2 separate regions of the Muntiacus reevesi genome follow, and region 1 is linked to region 2. The links are chromatin contacts, called in public Hi-C maps. All regions are on one chromosome and are shown on one strand. Each heading gives the region's core, a stretch centred on a gene start, on an enhancer-like site or on the middle of the called end of the contact. The rest is flanking DNA. Distances are from core to core; before and after follow the strand shown. Region 1 holds the start of AMN1 (antagonist of mitotic exit network 1 homolog). Region 2 holds the start of RESF1 (retroelement silencing factor 1).

The links. A called contact is a pair of places that touch in the nucleus more often than the background predicts.
Region 1: a contact with region 2 is called in a Hi-C map of blood, with 2.4 times the contacts expected there. The contact joins the promoter of AMN1 here to the promoter of RESF1 in region 2. A contact is called at or near these places in 2 of 3 Hi-C or Micro-C datasets (blood and muscle).

Annotation. Positions count from the first base shown.
Region 1 is chr1:23,850,983-23,857,920 of mMunRee1.1, forward strand. AMN1 (antagonist of mitotic exit network 1 homolog) reads left to right here and starts at 4,555. Exons shown (of 8, transcript XM_065939698.1): 1 at 4,555-4,832.
Region 2 is chr1:23,643,054-23,650,079 of mMunRee1.1, forward strand. RESF1 (retroelement silencing factor 1) reads right to left here and starts at 1,366. Exons shown (of 6, transcript XM_065939646.1): 1 at 1,300-1,366; 2 at 1-41.

The DNA.
Region 1 (6,938 bases), core at 3,305-5,804, 210 kb after region 2:
GTTTGAGCAAGCTCCAGGAGTTGGTGATGAACAGGGAAGCCTGGTGTGTTGCAGTCCATGGGGTCGCAAAGAGTCAGACAGGACTGAGCAACTGAACTGAACTGAGACATGTCTTCGTAGTCATTGACATTAAGTGTAATACTTTCATTGTGCCTATGTTTAATATAATTGAAATAAAATCTTGTTATATCTGTTACAAATTTGTCAGAAAGGAAAGTAACCTAATGTGAAGAAACTTTTAAGGAGAGAAGGTGTAAATGAGATAAGAGCTTTTAGGTTAAACTCTACTAAGAATAATTAAGCTTTAGGAATATCTACCTAAAATTGTTTTTCCAGATTTTGGTAAATTGAAATTCTAGGATTTTGGTAAATTAAGTTAAATGATGCAAGCTTATTAAATAACTAGGCCACTTGCAAATAAAATAAGATGCTAAAATATTAATTAATAAACACTGGCTTCCTTTTATGGAGAAACAAAGTTTAAAACTAATAGTGAGTATGTTTGGGATCATCCTGAGTTGTTCTCTATAAGAAAGTAAATATTTTTAGAATATTTAAATATTTAGATATTTTCCTGTTAGGAAATTAAAATGGAGGAAGTCGTGTTCAGGCTTCAGAAGTAGGGGAGCAGGCCTCTGACCTGCCTGGACACTGCCAGTATTATGTGCCTGCCTGCAAGCTCAGCAAGTCAGAAGGCACATTAGATAAGAAAGGGAGTAGGTCTGGGAACTCTTGAGCCCCTGGAGGTCTGGCCAACACCATGGGGTCTAATAAGTTTTATATCTCACAAGGTCAAACAAATAACATAATGTTGTTTAAATAAAGTAAAACCAATCCCTCCCCTTCAATGGGCAGAAGTCAGAAGGCTGATAATTAAGATTCCCCAAACATCAGTCATCCTGTTACCTCACCAGTGACCAATCAGAAAAAATTTCCTCAAGCTGGTCACACACCTGCTGCCCTCATCCTTTATTGTTGTTTAGTTGCCAATTGTCTCTGACTCTTTTGTGACCCCATGGACTTTAGCCCACTAGGCTACTCTGTCCATGGGATTTCCCAGGTAAGAATACTGGAGTGGGTTGCCATTTCCTTCTCCAGGGATCTACCCAACCCAGGGATCAAACTCATGTCTTCAGCATTGGCCGGCAGATTCTTCATCACTGAGCCATCTGGGAAGCCCACCCTCAGCCCCAGGGTTGCCTTTAAGAACACTTGCCTGAAAGCCATGAGGGAAATTCTGATGTTTGGCACATCAGCTGCCTGTTTTCCTTGCTTGGAGCCTTGTACTTTCTCTCACCACAGTCCACTGTCAGTAGATTGGCTTGGCTTCAGGTAGGATGAGCAAGAGCCCAGTTTGATTCAGTGACAAAGAATGTCCCATAAAAACGAAAATATGTACTATTAATATCTTACCCTTCATAGAAAAAGTTTGCCTATTTCCTCCTCTATACTTGCCTCTCACCACTCTCCATTGTAGCAAACCCAAACTATTTTCAGTCCCTAACAGACTATGTTTTTCTCTCTTATCTCCTCTCCTTTTCCACCCCTCCATGGTGTTTCAACTGAATTAACTCCATTTTCACATTTAACAGTTGCTTTGATTGCCCTTTTATTTGACTGGTTCAAGTATTCACCACTGAATCCTCAGCACCCAGCACAATTCTTGCCCTTCTTCAGCATTGGTAAAAGTGTGGTGATTGAATTAGCAGCATCTTGAAGAGATGAACAATACTGTGTTCCAACTTTCAAAAGTCTGCAAAAGGAAGACATATAAATGACAAATTAATTTACAAAGAAGAATTAAAAAGCATCAAAGAGTATCAAGTATTCTGCAGTATAACCAAGTAGAAAGAATTCCACCAGGTGAAAGTTTCCCCTTCTTTAAAATTCTTTCTGATTTGAACACAAGCCCCCTCTATGATGAAATTCTTACTGAGCTTTTTGTAGTCACGTACTGTTCTCATCTGTAAAATAAAGTGAAATAATTCCAATTACCAAGGGAACATTTCTGCAAAGATGGCCACAATAAAGGACAGAAATGGTATGGACCCAACAGAAGCAGAACATATTAAGAAGAGGTGACAAGAATACACAGAACTATACAAAAAAGATCTTAATGATGCAGATAACCATAATGGTGTGATGACTCAGCTAGAGCCAGACATACTGGGGTGCAAAGTCAAGTGGGCCTTAAGAAGCATCACTATGAACAAAGCTAGTGGAGGAGATAGAATTCCAGCTGAGCTATTTCAAATCCTAAAAGATGATGCTATGAAAGTGCTGCACTCAATATGCCAGCAAATTTGGAAAACTCAGTAATGGCCACAGGACTGGAAAAGGTCAATTTTCATTTAAATCCCAAAGAAGGGCAATGCCAAAATTGTACAAACTACTACACAATTGCACTCATTTCACATGCTAGAAAGATCATGCTGAAAATCCTTCAAGCCAGGCTTCAACAGTATGTGAACCGAGAACTTCCAGATGTACAACTTAGATTTAGAAAAGGCAGAGGAATCAGAGATCAAATTGCCAACACCTGTTGGATCATAGAAAAAGCAAGAGAATTCCAGAAAAACATCCACTTCTGCTTCACTGACTATGCTAAAGCCTTTAACTCTGTGGATTACAACAAAGTGTGGAAAACTCTTAAAGAGATGGGAATACCAGACCACCTTACCTGTCCCCTGAGAAACCTGTATGCAGGTCAAGAAGCAACAGTTAGAACTGGACGTGAAACAACAACTGTTTCAAAATTGGGAAAGAAGTACATCAAGTCTATATATTCTCAACCTGTTTATTTAACTTCTACAGAGTACACCATGCAAAATGCCTGGCTGGATGAACCACAAGCTGGAATCAAAATTGCATGGAGAAATATCAACAATCTCAGATATGGAAATGACAACACCCTTATGGAAAAAAAGGAAGAGGAACTAGAGACTCTTGATGAAGGTGAAAGTGGAGAGTGAAAAAGCTGGCTTAAAACTCAGCATTCAAAAAACTAAGATCATGGCATCCACTCCCATCACTCCATGGCAAATAGGTGGGGGGAAAATGGGAACAGTTCAGTTCAGTTCAGTGGCTCAGTCACATCTGACTCTTTTTGACCCCATGGACTGCAGCACAGCAGGCTTCCCTGTCCATCACCTACTCCCAGAGCTTGCTCAGATTCATGTCCATCAAGTTGGTGATGCCTTTCAACCATCTCATCCTCTGTTGTACCCTTCTTCTCCTGCCCTTTATCTTTCCAAGCATCAAGGCCTTTTCCAATGAGTTGGCTCTTTGCATCAGGTGGCCAAAATACTGGAGTTTCAGCTTCAGCATTAGTCCTTCCAAAGAATGTTCAGGGCTGATTTCCTTTAGGATTGACTGGTTTGATTTCTATTGGGCTCCAAAATCACTGTGGATGGTGACGGCAGCCATGAAATGACAAGACACTTGCTCCTTGGAAGAAAAGCTATGACATACCTAGACAGGGTATTAATAAGCAGAGATATCACTTTGCCCACAAATGTCCATAAAGTCAAAGTTATGGTTTTTCCAGTATCATGTATGGATGTGAGAGTTGGACCATAAAGAAAGCTGAGCACTGAGGAGTTGATGCTTTCGACCTATGGTGTTGGGAAAGACTTAAGACTCTTGAGAATCCTTTGGACAGCAGGAGATCAAACCAGTCAATCCTAAAGGAAATCAATCCTGATTATTCATTGGAAGGACTGATGCTGAAGCTGAAGCTCTAATACTTTGGCCGCCTGATGCAAAGAGCCAACTCATTGATGCTGGTAAAGATAAAAGGCAGGAGAAGAAGGGAGCGAGAGAGGATGAGATGATTGGATGGCATCACCAATTCAATGGACCTGAGTTTGAGCAAGCACAGGGAGATGGTGAAGGACAGGGAAGCCTAGCGAGCTGCAGTTCATGGGGTCGCAAAGAGTTGCACACAACCTAACTAACAAAAACAAATTCCGATTTCACAGGATTAAAAGAACATGGTTAATTTTTTTTACTATTTTTGGTTATGCTGGGTCTTTGTTGCTGCACTCAGGCTTTCACTAGTTGCAGTAGGGGGTAGGAGGCTTCTCTTCCTTGTGGTCGCTTCTTTTCTTCTGGAGCACAGGCTCTAGTAAAATGGGCTTCAGTAGTTGCGGCTCATGGGCTTAGTTACTCTGACGCCTGTGGAATCCTCCCCGACCAAGGATTAAACCCATGTCCCCTGCCTTGGCAGGCTGATTCTTATCCACTGTACCATCAGGGAAGACCAGAATATGTTAATTATTGAAAGCAGGTAGTTCAGTGCTCACTTTCTTATAGGAAGTGCTCGATAAACGTCACTCTCCAGTCCCTAAAACACGCCCTTTGACGGTCATGGTTTCTGTATCTAAGAGGGTCTCCGGTGTGCATCCACTAACGTTGGGCCCAGCATGGAATGCACCTCTGTAGTAACAGCGGCCACGCGCAGAGCCGCGAGGTTCCAGGGGGTCTAGGAGAGGTCCGGCGCCTGGCTAGCCCACCAGGGAAGCCGCCGGAGCCGCGCCGGAGGGACTGCAGAATGACAACTCCCGCAGTCCTTCTCAGAGCCCAAGACTTCTCTCTAGTTTATCACACTGTCGCTCCGGCGCAGCGTACAGGGTTCCACCCCGAGGGGGCTACGCCATCCCTCTGTAGTCGCGAGCGCGCCGGCGCCTGGTCACCGGAAGAGGCGGGTGACGTCACGAGGGACTACGCGTTGCGCTGGAGGCGGGAGTTGACAGAAGGTCTCTGGCTGAATCTCCGCGGCCTCTCCGCGGAAGAGGCTCCGAAGGGCGGCCGCGATGCCCAGCCCCCAGCGGGTCAGTCAGCTCCTGGATCTGTGAGTCCGCCCCGGCCCGCCTTCCTCTCGCCCCGCCCCGGCACAGCCCGCGCCCGCCACCCCTCAGGGCACCCCATCCCCGCCCCCTTCCTGCCTCCCTTCGAGGAGGTCCACAGGCTGTTTCTGCTCCTGGGTTCGTGATTTGTCCCGTCCTGGCTGAGGACAATCGTGCCAAGTGGGCTGCCCGGCAGGCTTGCCCCTCTGACCCCCGATGGGTGTCCGAACTCAGCCTTGACAGCTCCTCGCCCAGGCGATTCCTGGCAGTGGCCTGTCTCTGACGGGAGCTAAAGCCTTAGTAAAATAAAACAAAACACTGGATGGGGCTCTCAAAAGCCTTCAGCAGAATTACAGCCAGTTACTGTGATGGGGGTAATTATTGATTCTTTGACACAGCGCTTAAACCCCTGATTGCTCTTGCTGGGTTCAGCTCCCGGGTCTACCATTCTCCAGCTGTATGACTATGGGAGAGTAGCTTAACCTTACTGTGCCCGAGTTATTGATCTACAAAATTAGTATAATAACAGGACCTATCTCATGGCTTTATGTGCTGTGCTTAGTCGCTCTGTCGTGTCTGACTCTACGACCACATGGACTGTAGCTAGCCAGGCTCCTCTGTCCATAGGGATTTTCCATGCCTGTGAAATATTCATATCAAGTTAAGCTCTCTGCAATTTCTTTTAATACTAAGTAGTCTTCTAAGGATTTAAGTGTGTTAAATTTACGCCTCCCGGTAACGCTATGGCCTGTAACTGCCTAGTATTAAAAGAAATTGCAGAAAGCTTAACTTGATATGAATATTTTCTAGGCATGTCATTATAGGATGGCTTATAAAGTGAGCATAAGGAAGTTCTTTAACCTTTACAATGGTTTATAACATTAGGACTTTACAGATGGTAGGAGATTGGTTAAAAGTGATTACTTTAGGCTATTTTAAGAAGACGATTTAAGTTGATTGTCAGAGGCATTTACAAGAAATAAGTTTCACTTATGTTCATGATATAAACTAGATTTGGTTTTGGTTATGTGACTTAACTGGTTTGGTCACCTTGAGGGATTTTTCAAGCCTGGTCTCGATTTATTTTATTTAAAAAAATCCCCGACTTTCAGTCATTCTCTCAGCAAGCTGAGAGTGAACCAATATAGTGTTACTCTCACTACTCCTTCAATGTAGGCCCTGGGATGAATGGTCTTGTAGTTGCCCTTACCAGCAGTTGCATAGTCACCCTGGACACTGGCAGTAGGATCTTTTTGTTCTTCCAGTTGTCTAACACTAATGGATAACATTTGATGTGTGAGTAGCCACTGAAGACATTTAGAACTCTAGAGAGGATACACTGCATTAAGGAGGCTAATATGATGAATATCAGGAGCATAACAGCCAAGTATTGAAAAGGATTCTCCAGAGCAGAGATTTCCAACTAAATAATCAAGAGAAGCATGTGTGTGTTAAGTCACCTAAGTCATGTCCGATTCTTTGCGACCCTATGGACTGTAGCCTGCCAGGATCCACTGTACATGGGATTCTCCAGGCAAGAATACTGGAATGGGTTGGCATTTCGTTTTGCAGGAGATCTTCTTGATTCAGGGATTGAACCCATGTTTCAGAAGTGTTGCCTGTTTGATAAAAGATTGGCATCTAGTCTTTCGGATCTTTTTTTTTTAACCAGTTATGCTGTCAACAAATCACAAGTCCGTGTGCCCAGTGAGGCGCATTAATACTAAAACATTAGAGTTTGAAACAGAGATTTATTACAGATTCATACAAGGAGATAGGTGGTTCATGCCCTAAGGAACCCGAAGTTACTGAAAGCTTTCAGCAAGCCCCTTTAAAAGTAAAAGGTGAGGGAGGGGCGTGGTTGGTTGTTACATACTTCTTGTGTAAGATCCTTTGCTCTTGAGGTCAGGTCATGGTCAGGTAACAACACTCCTGTAAATCTCTACCAAATGAATGTTATTCTGTGTCTTGACAAGAAAGGACAAGGTCCCAAGGCATAACTTTTACCCTCCAAGAGCCCAGTCCTGGCTAATAGGAGGCAGATCTCAGTTGGCAGCTCTCTCAGGGCCGGGTTCCCACATCCTGCCCAAA
Region 2 (7,026 bases), core at 116-2,615:
ACTAGTCAGTACCACTCCACACAGTGTTTACTTCTTTGGTCCTAGGGACAGCAATAAACATTTTATAATTGATAATAAATTCAATATAAAATTTTTAATTGTATTTTTATTTATATAAAATTCACATTAAACTTATAATAAAGACACATACTAATTTGCTTACTTGATATGACATTGATGCTCAAACCGTGTTAAGGCTGGATCAAAAGAAAACTAAGCTTACTGAATTCTTAAGAAGGCAAAGTAACAAATAGAAACTGGGCCTGCCATAAATTACCACTTAAGTGATAATCCAAGTGCATGCCTCCTGATCCACTCCTTCTGTAACTTTAAACACTTTCAACTTAACAATTCTTTATCGAATTAGTAAATGAGAATCCAACTGCACAGGAAAAAATAAAACCATAACTCTTTCATGTTAATACCGAATAGAACTCGTTTGATTTACAGTTAACACATTAATCAGAAAAATCCCCAAACAAGCTCTGCGACCCGTCTATTGAAACGCACCGCAGTTCATCCCCTTCACCTACTCTTTTTATTTTGAAGGCAGGCACTAAAATATTACAAATAAATTGTTTTCACTGAAACCATTTTCTGAAAACTTGCTGTTCCCAAAGGACATCTGCTTAGGAAATTCGTATCCCTCGAGAACATCTAAAATCCGTACGCATTTGTGCATTTAAAAATGCCTCGAGGGACTAACTACTGCTGAGGAACGGAAAGCGACTCCGGCACAAACGTGTTTGCGGGCCACTTGGAGACGCAAGCTGAGCAATTCTGTTTTGGGAGGTTCGGCCTAATGGGGGTGGGGAGAAAGGAACACTGATAAAATAAATTCAAAACAAAGATTTTTTTTTTTCAAGCCAGCGACAGGAAATCATTAAAAACATAAGCCACTTTCACATCCATCAGTCTAACCAATCGCCTTGCAGTCTAACAAAATGCGTCCTCGCAGTCGCCACTCGCGACCTCTATGGAGAGGAAAAGGCGTTCTACAGAAAACACCCGGCGAGGCGCCGCCCTCCGATTCGGGGTCGGCATCCGCCCCGGTTCCCGGCCCACCCCGCGCTGCGGGCGGGCATCGAGCCGAGCCCGGCCGGCCAGCCCTCACGGCTGGCCCGAGACCCGAGCCCCCGGAGCGCCCGTAGCTGCCACTCAGTCCCCACCACAGAACAAAAGCGCTCGCCGCCGCAAACCCAGCCCCCGCCCGCGGGCACTTGGGCTGCCGCTACCCCCGCCCAGCCGAGAACCCGAAGAAACGTGCGAGTGCCGGCGGGAACCAAGTGCCCCACTTACCTACCAGAGCTGGACCCAACCGGAGCGAGCCGGGAAAACGCAGCGCCTCCCGGCCCCGGAGTTTAAGTCAACTCGGGTCCGCCCCCAGGGGCGGGTCGAGGTGGAGGCCCACTCCCGGAAAGCCAACCCCGCCCCGGCGCAACGGCAGGAGCGAGACCCGGTACCAGGTACCGGGGTCCTAGTGCCGCTCGGATGAAGTAGAGTCCGGGGAGCCCGCCCCTCCAGTTATCTCCCAAGCTTGCACAGCTAGCTCATGTATCTGAAGAAGAAAACTTCTCCAACAGTGGCTCTTTGTCTTTAACTTGCATCAGAACCTTTTGAAGGATTTGTTTAAAAGGGACTGAAGAGCACCACCTACAAAATTACCCATTCAGTAAGTCTAACTCCGGGCTGAAAATGTATGTTTCTAACAAAGGGGAACATCCTTTAACACAGAGAAACTTTCTCAAACGAAATAGACTCTTTTTGCCTGAGTATTTCTATAGGTCAAAGTTGTGAAAATTAATACAGTAAAGGGAAACCTCACCAAAATAGAGTTGAGAGGCCAGAAGGGGGAGCTGTCATGCAGCACGGTATCACTCTCAGTAAATTACAGAAAGAATTGTCAATTACAGGGCCCAACAGGAAAAGATGTAAGCTGTCCAACAAACTTTCTGACCAACCCATACATTGCGGCTCATAAAAGAAATAGACTACCCCACAACTCAGCCAATGAGAAACTGTCACCCTCACTTTTCCCCAGTGAAATTTCCTTCAAAAGAACTGCTCCCAAACTCCGCCTTTTTCTCCATAAAGTAACTTTGCTTTGTTTGTTGGACTATGGCTTTTGCTATAGTTTGCTTGACCCAAATTGCAGTTTAGTTACCAAATGCATACTGACAATGCCTGCTGCATGACTGGCCAATAAATCGAGGGGCCAGTTGTTGGAACAAGGAATAGCGACTTTATTCAAAAAGCCAGCAGACAGAAAAGATGGCAGACCAATGTCCCAAAGAAACATCTCAAACCTGAATTAGAATTCAGGCTTCTTTTATACTAAAGGGGGAGGGAATGTGGTTGGCTGTTGCAGGTATGAAGGTGTGACCTTCTTGGTGCAGGTCATACCCCCAAGGTGATGTGATAACCCTCTGCTCCTGTAGCTATTCACATAGGTCTGGTTATGATGGTCCTGTAAACATAAAACAAGACAATTGTTATTCTCTGTTATGCAACTTTTTATCTCTGCATAAAAGAAAATTGGGCTTCCCTGGTGGCTTAGTCGTAAAGACTTGCCAGCCAATGCAGGAAAACCAGATTTGATCCCTGGGTCAGGAAAATCCACTGGAGAAGGAAATGGTAACCCACTCCAGTATTTTTGCCTGGGAAATCCCATGGACAGAGAGCCAGGTGGGCTACAGTCTATGGGGTCATAAAAGGGTAACACTTAGTAACCAAACAACAACAACAACAAATGAAAACTGTTACACATTTAAAGGTCAAGCCTGGGAGGCAGAGCCTCGAGAATGGACTATCATGTACATTTCAGGCTACAGGCAACATTCTTTTGGACAAAGCTGCAGAACCAGCATGACTAAGCACCAGCAAAAGGTTAGAGCTAAAGGAACAGATCCAGTATGGAGTCAGGTTTGTTCTTCTGTGTTACAAGTCTCCTGATATTCTAGAATAAATCCATTTTTAGCTGGGAAAATAACTTTCATTTTTAAAGTCAACAAGGTAAACAAGAAATCCAACCTGAATGAATAAGAATGAGAAAGGGCAGAGGTGCTTAGTTTTTGCAATATACAAGAAAGGATATTCCTTTGCTCTCATGACTCAACCACTCACTAGACATACAGCCTTGGGGAAATTACTTAACCTGTTTCTGCTCAGTTTTCTCATCTGTAATTGAGAATAGCATTAATATTTACCTCGGGATTGTTGGGATACTTACATCAACTAACATATGGCTAAAAGCAGTTCCTGGAATATGGGGTGGTATACTTGGATCACATAAGGGGTTTTCTAGAACCTAAGCCACACAAGTCAGCAAACAGAAATGAACCCAAGAAACAAAGTGTTTTGTTTCAGGAAAGTCTGACACAGATCCCACTCCTATAGAGCCCATCTCTGTTATCGATGAGTTGTGTCCAACTCTTGCGACCCTATAGACTGTAACCTGCCAGCCTCCTCTGTTCTTGGGATTCTCCAAGCAAGAACACTGGAGTGGGTTGCCATTTTCTTCTCCGGGGGATCTTCCTGACTCAGGAATTGAACCCACGTCTCCTGCATTGCAGGGAGATTCTCTACCGACTGAGTTACAAGGGAAGCCCCCTATAGTGGCTAAGGAAGGAAGCCTAAGGAAGATATTAGTCCAGTAAGATGTAATGCCCAAGAAGCTACAACTCGATTTGAGATGGAGTTACTGATCTCTGTGCTGTGTATCCTTGCCTGTGTTTGTGCTGACTTTCTCCTGTCTCCTTTAGACAATGAAAGCTTGTCTGATTTTCCAAAGTGTAGTCTTTCCACCACTCCTAGAAGTACAACTGACGTTTGTCAATACCGCAACCCTAAAGGGTCACCAGCAAGAAGACTTGCATGGGGAGGACACAATCTCCAGGACCTGAAAGTTGTTTAATCAGGAGTATAAGTTGCCTTCTCTTTAAGACATTTATAACTCAGTATGCCAAATGAATAACTTTGTTATCTGACTGGTCAGGCTGGGGAAAGATCCCTCAAAAGATTAGATTGTTCTATGCTGTGTCCCCTGTCATAAATTACAGATCCTCTCCCTGTGTTTTACAATATTCAAAAGAAAGTCTCTCGAGTCAAATTACTTTGGCTATAGATATTATCTCAGTCTTTCAAGAGCATAATACTTAGACTCAAGGCTTGTTAATGCCTTAACTTAAAAAACATGTTTTGGAAAAGTGAATGACATCATTAGCAAGTCTATAGTAAGAAATTTCTAAAAAATAAAGATGCCTGTTATTCATTTAAGAGATAAATGAGGTCATTGATTTTCTTTTCTTGTGCATAGCCACTGAGTTGTGTCTGACTCTTTGCGACCAAACAGACTGTAGCCCACCAGGCTCCTCTGTCCATGCGGATTCTCCAGGCAAGAATACTGGAGTGGGTTGCCATGCCCTCCTCCAAGAGATCTTCCCACCAAGGGATCAAACCCAGATCTCCTGCACTGCGGGCAGATTCTTTACTGCCACCAGGGAAGCCCTGGTTGTCCCCAATATTCTGTTCTTCCTCATTAGTAGTATTTAGGTACCAGGTCACTTTCCAGAATACATTCCCCAAGCCTCCCTTGCAGCTAAATATTGCCACATTTCAGATCTCACAATGACATATGAGCAAAAAATGTATACAGCTTCTGTGCGAAGGAATGTCTTACCTTGAAATTCCTCTCTCTAATTTGTTTATGCTGGAATGTAGAAATGGCAGTAACCTAATTTCAACCTCAGAAAGGAAAACTGTTCCTTTTGCCTCTCTTTTTATCTTTTATATTTTGTCCTACCTCCTTTCGAAGACGATGGGCTGCTTTTCTGGGCGCCTGATGTCTTCTGCTAGCGGTCAGAAGTTGTTTTGTGAAGTTTGCTCAGCGTTCAAATGTTCTTTCGATGAATTTGTAGGGGAGAAAGTGGTCTCCCCATCCTATTCCTCCACCATCTTAGCTCCTCTCCCCAAGGAAAACTGTTCCTAAAGGCAAAAATGCTTTTCCTTTCTTGTGCCATAAGTTTCTCTGGCAGTTTGGTGGAGCCTATGGACTCCTTCATAGAATAATGTTTTGGAATGCTTAAAATAAAATATATACAATTACAAAAGAAACTAATTGAGTATAAAAACTTAACAAAATATTTTAAAAAACAAATGTGTGATATGGTAATGTTTCTGTATTAACAAAATAAATGAGATCTAGTAACGGATCTAATAGCAACTGTGATTTTGAAATTGATGAACATAAATTCCATTTAAGATTATCTGCATTAACTCTAATAACATAAGAATACCTGTGATTTCTCTGGTGAAAAAACATTAATAGTACTATATTTCTGTGGCTTTGTTGCCAACATTTACATCTGAAGGAAATGGTATCTTTCAATAAAATGCTTCGTGAAAATAAAGTTAATTGTTTGCCATCCAAATTCATGGTATTCCTGAATTCTATCCATTGATGTGATAAGCATAAGTTTGGACCATATGACTTTCACCTCCTGGTGTTACTCCATGGTTATTATTCAGTTCAGTTCAGTCACTCAGTTGTGTCTAACTCTTTGCAACCCCATAGATTGCAGCATGCCCGGCCTCCCTGTCCATCACCAACTCCTGGAGTTTACTCAAATTCATGTCCATTGAGTCAGTGATGCCATCCAACCACCTCATCCTCTGTTGTCCCCTTCTCCTCCTGCCTTCAATCTTTGCCATCACCAGGGTCTTTTCCAATGAGTCAGTTCTTTGCATCAGGTGACCAGAGTATTGGAGTTTCAGCTTCAGATCAGTCCTGCCAATGAATATTCAGACCTGATTTCCTTTAGGATGGACTGGTTGAATCTTCTTGCAGTCCAAGGGACTCGCAAGAGTCTTCAACACCACAGTTTAAAAGCATCAATTCTTTGGCACTCAGCTATCTTTATAGTCCAACTCTCAAATCCATACATGACTACTGGAGAAACCATAGTTTTGTCTAGATGAACCTATGTTTTGCAAAGTAATGCCTCTGCTTTTTAATATGCTGTCTAGGTTGGTCATAACTTTTCCTCAAAGGAGCAAGCATCTTTTAATTTCATGGCTGCAGTCACCATCTGCAATGATTTTGAAGCCCAAAATAATACAGTCTGTCACTGTTTCCACTCTTTCCCCATCTATTGGCCACGAAGTGATGGGACCAGATGCCATGATCTTAGTTTTCTGAAAGTTGACTTTTAAGCCAACTTTTTCACTCTCCTCTTTCACTTTCATCAAGAGGCTCTTTAGTTCTTCTTCACTGACACCACAAGGGTGGTGTCATCTGCATATCTGAGGTTATTGATATTTCTCCTGGCAATCTTGATTCCAGCTTGTGCTTCATCCAGCCCCGCATTTCACATGATGTACTCTGCATATAAGTTAAATATGCAGGGTGACAATATACAGCCTTGACATACTTCTTTCCCAGTTTGGAACCAGTTTGTTGTTCCATGTCCGGTTCTAATTATTGCTTCCTGCATACAGGTTTCTCAGGACGCAGGTCAGGTGGTCTGGTATTCCTGTGTTTTCAAGAAATTTCCAGAGTTTATTGTGGTCCATATAGTTCAAGGATTTACATAGTCAATAAAGTAGAAATAGATGTTTTTCTGGAACTCTCTTGCTTTTTCAATGACCCAACAAATGTTGGCAATTTGATCTCTAGTTCCTCTGCCTTTTCTAAAACCAGCCTGAACTTCTGGAAGTTCACGGGTCACATATTGCTGAAGCCTGGCTTGGAGAATTTTGATCATTACTTTACTAGCGTGTGAGATGAGGGCAATTGTGCCGTAGTTTGAGCATTCTTTGGCATTGCCTTTCTTAGGGATTGGGATGAAAACTGGTGTTTTCCAGACCTCTTCTTAATATCTTTTGCTTCTGTTAGGTCCATACCATTTCTGTCCTTTATTGTGCCCATTTTTGCATGAAATGTTCCTTTGGTATCCCTTATTTTCTTGAAAAGATCTCTAGTCTTTCCCATTCTATTGTTTTTCTCTATGTATTTGCACTGATCACTGA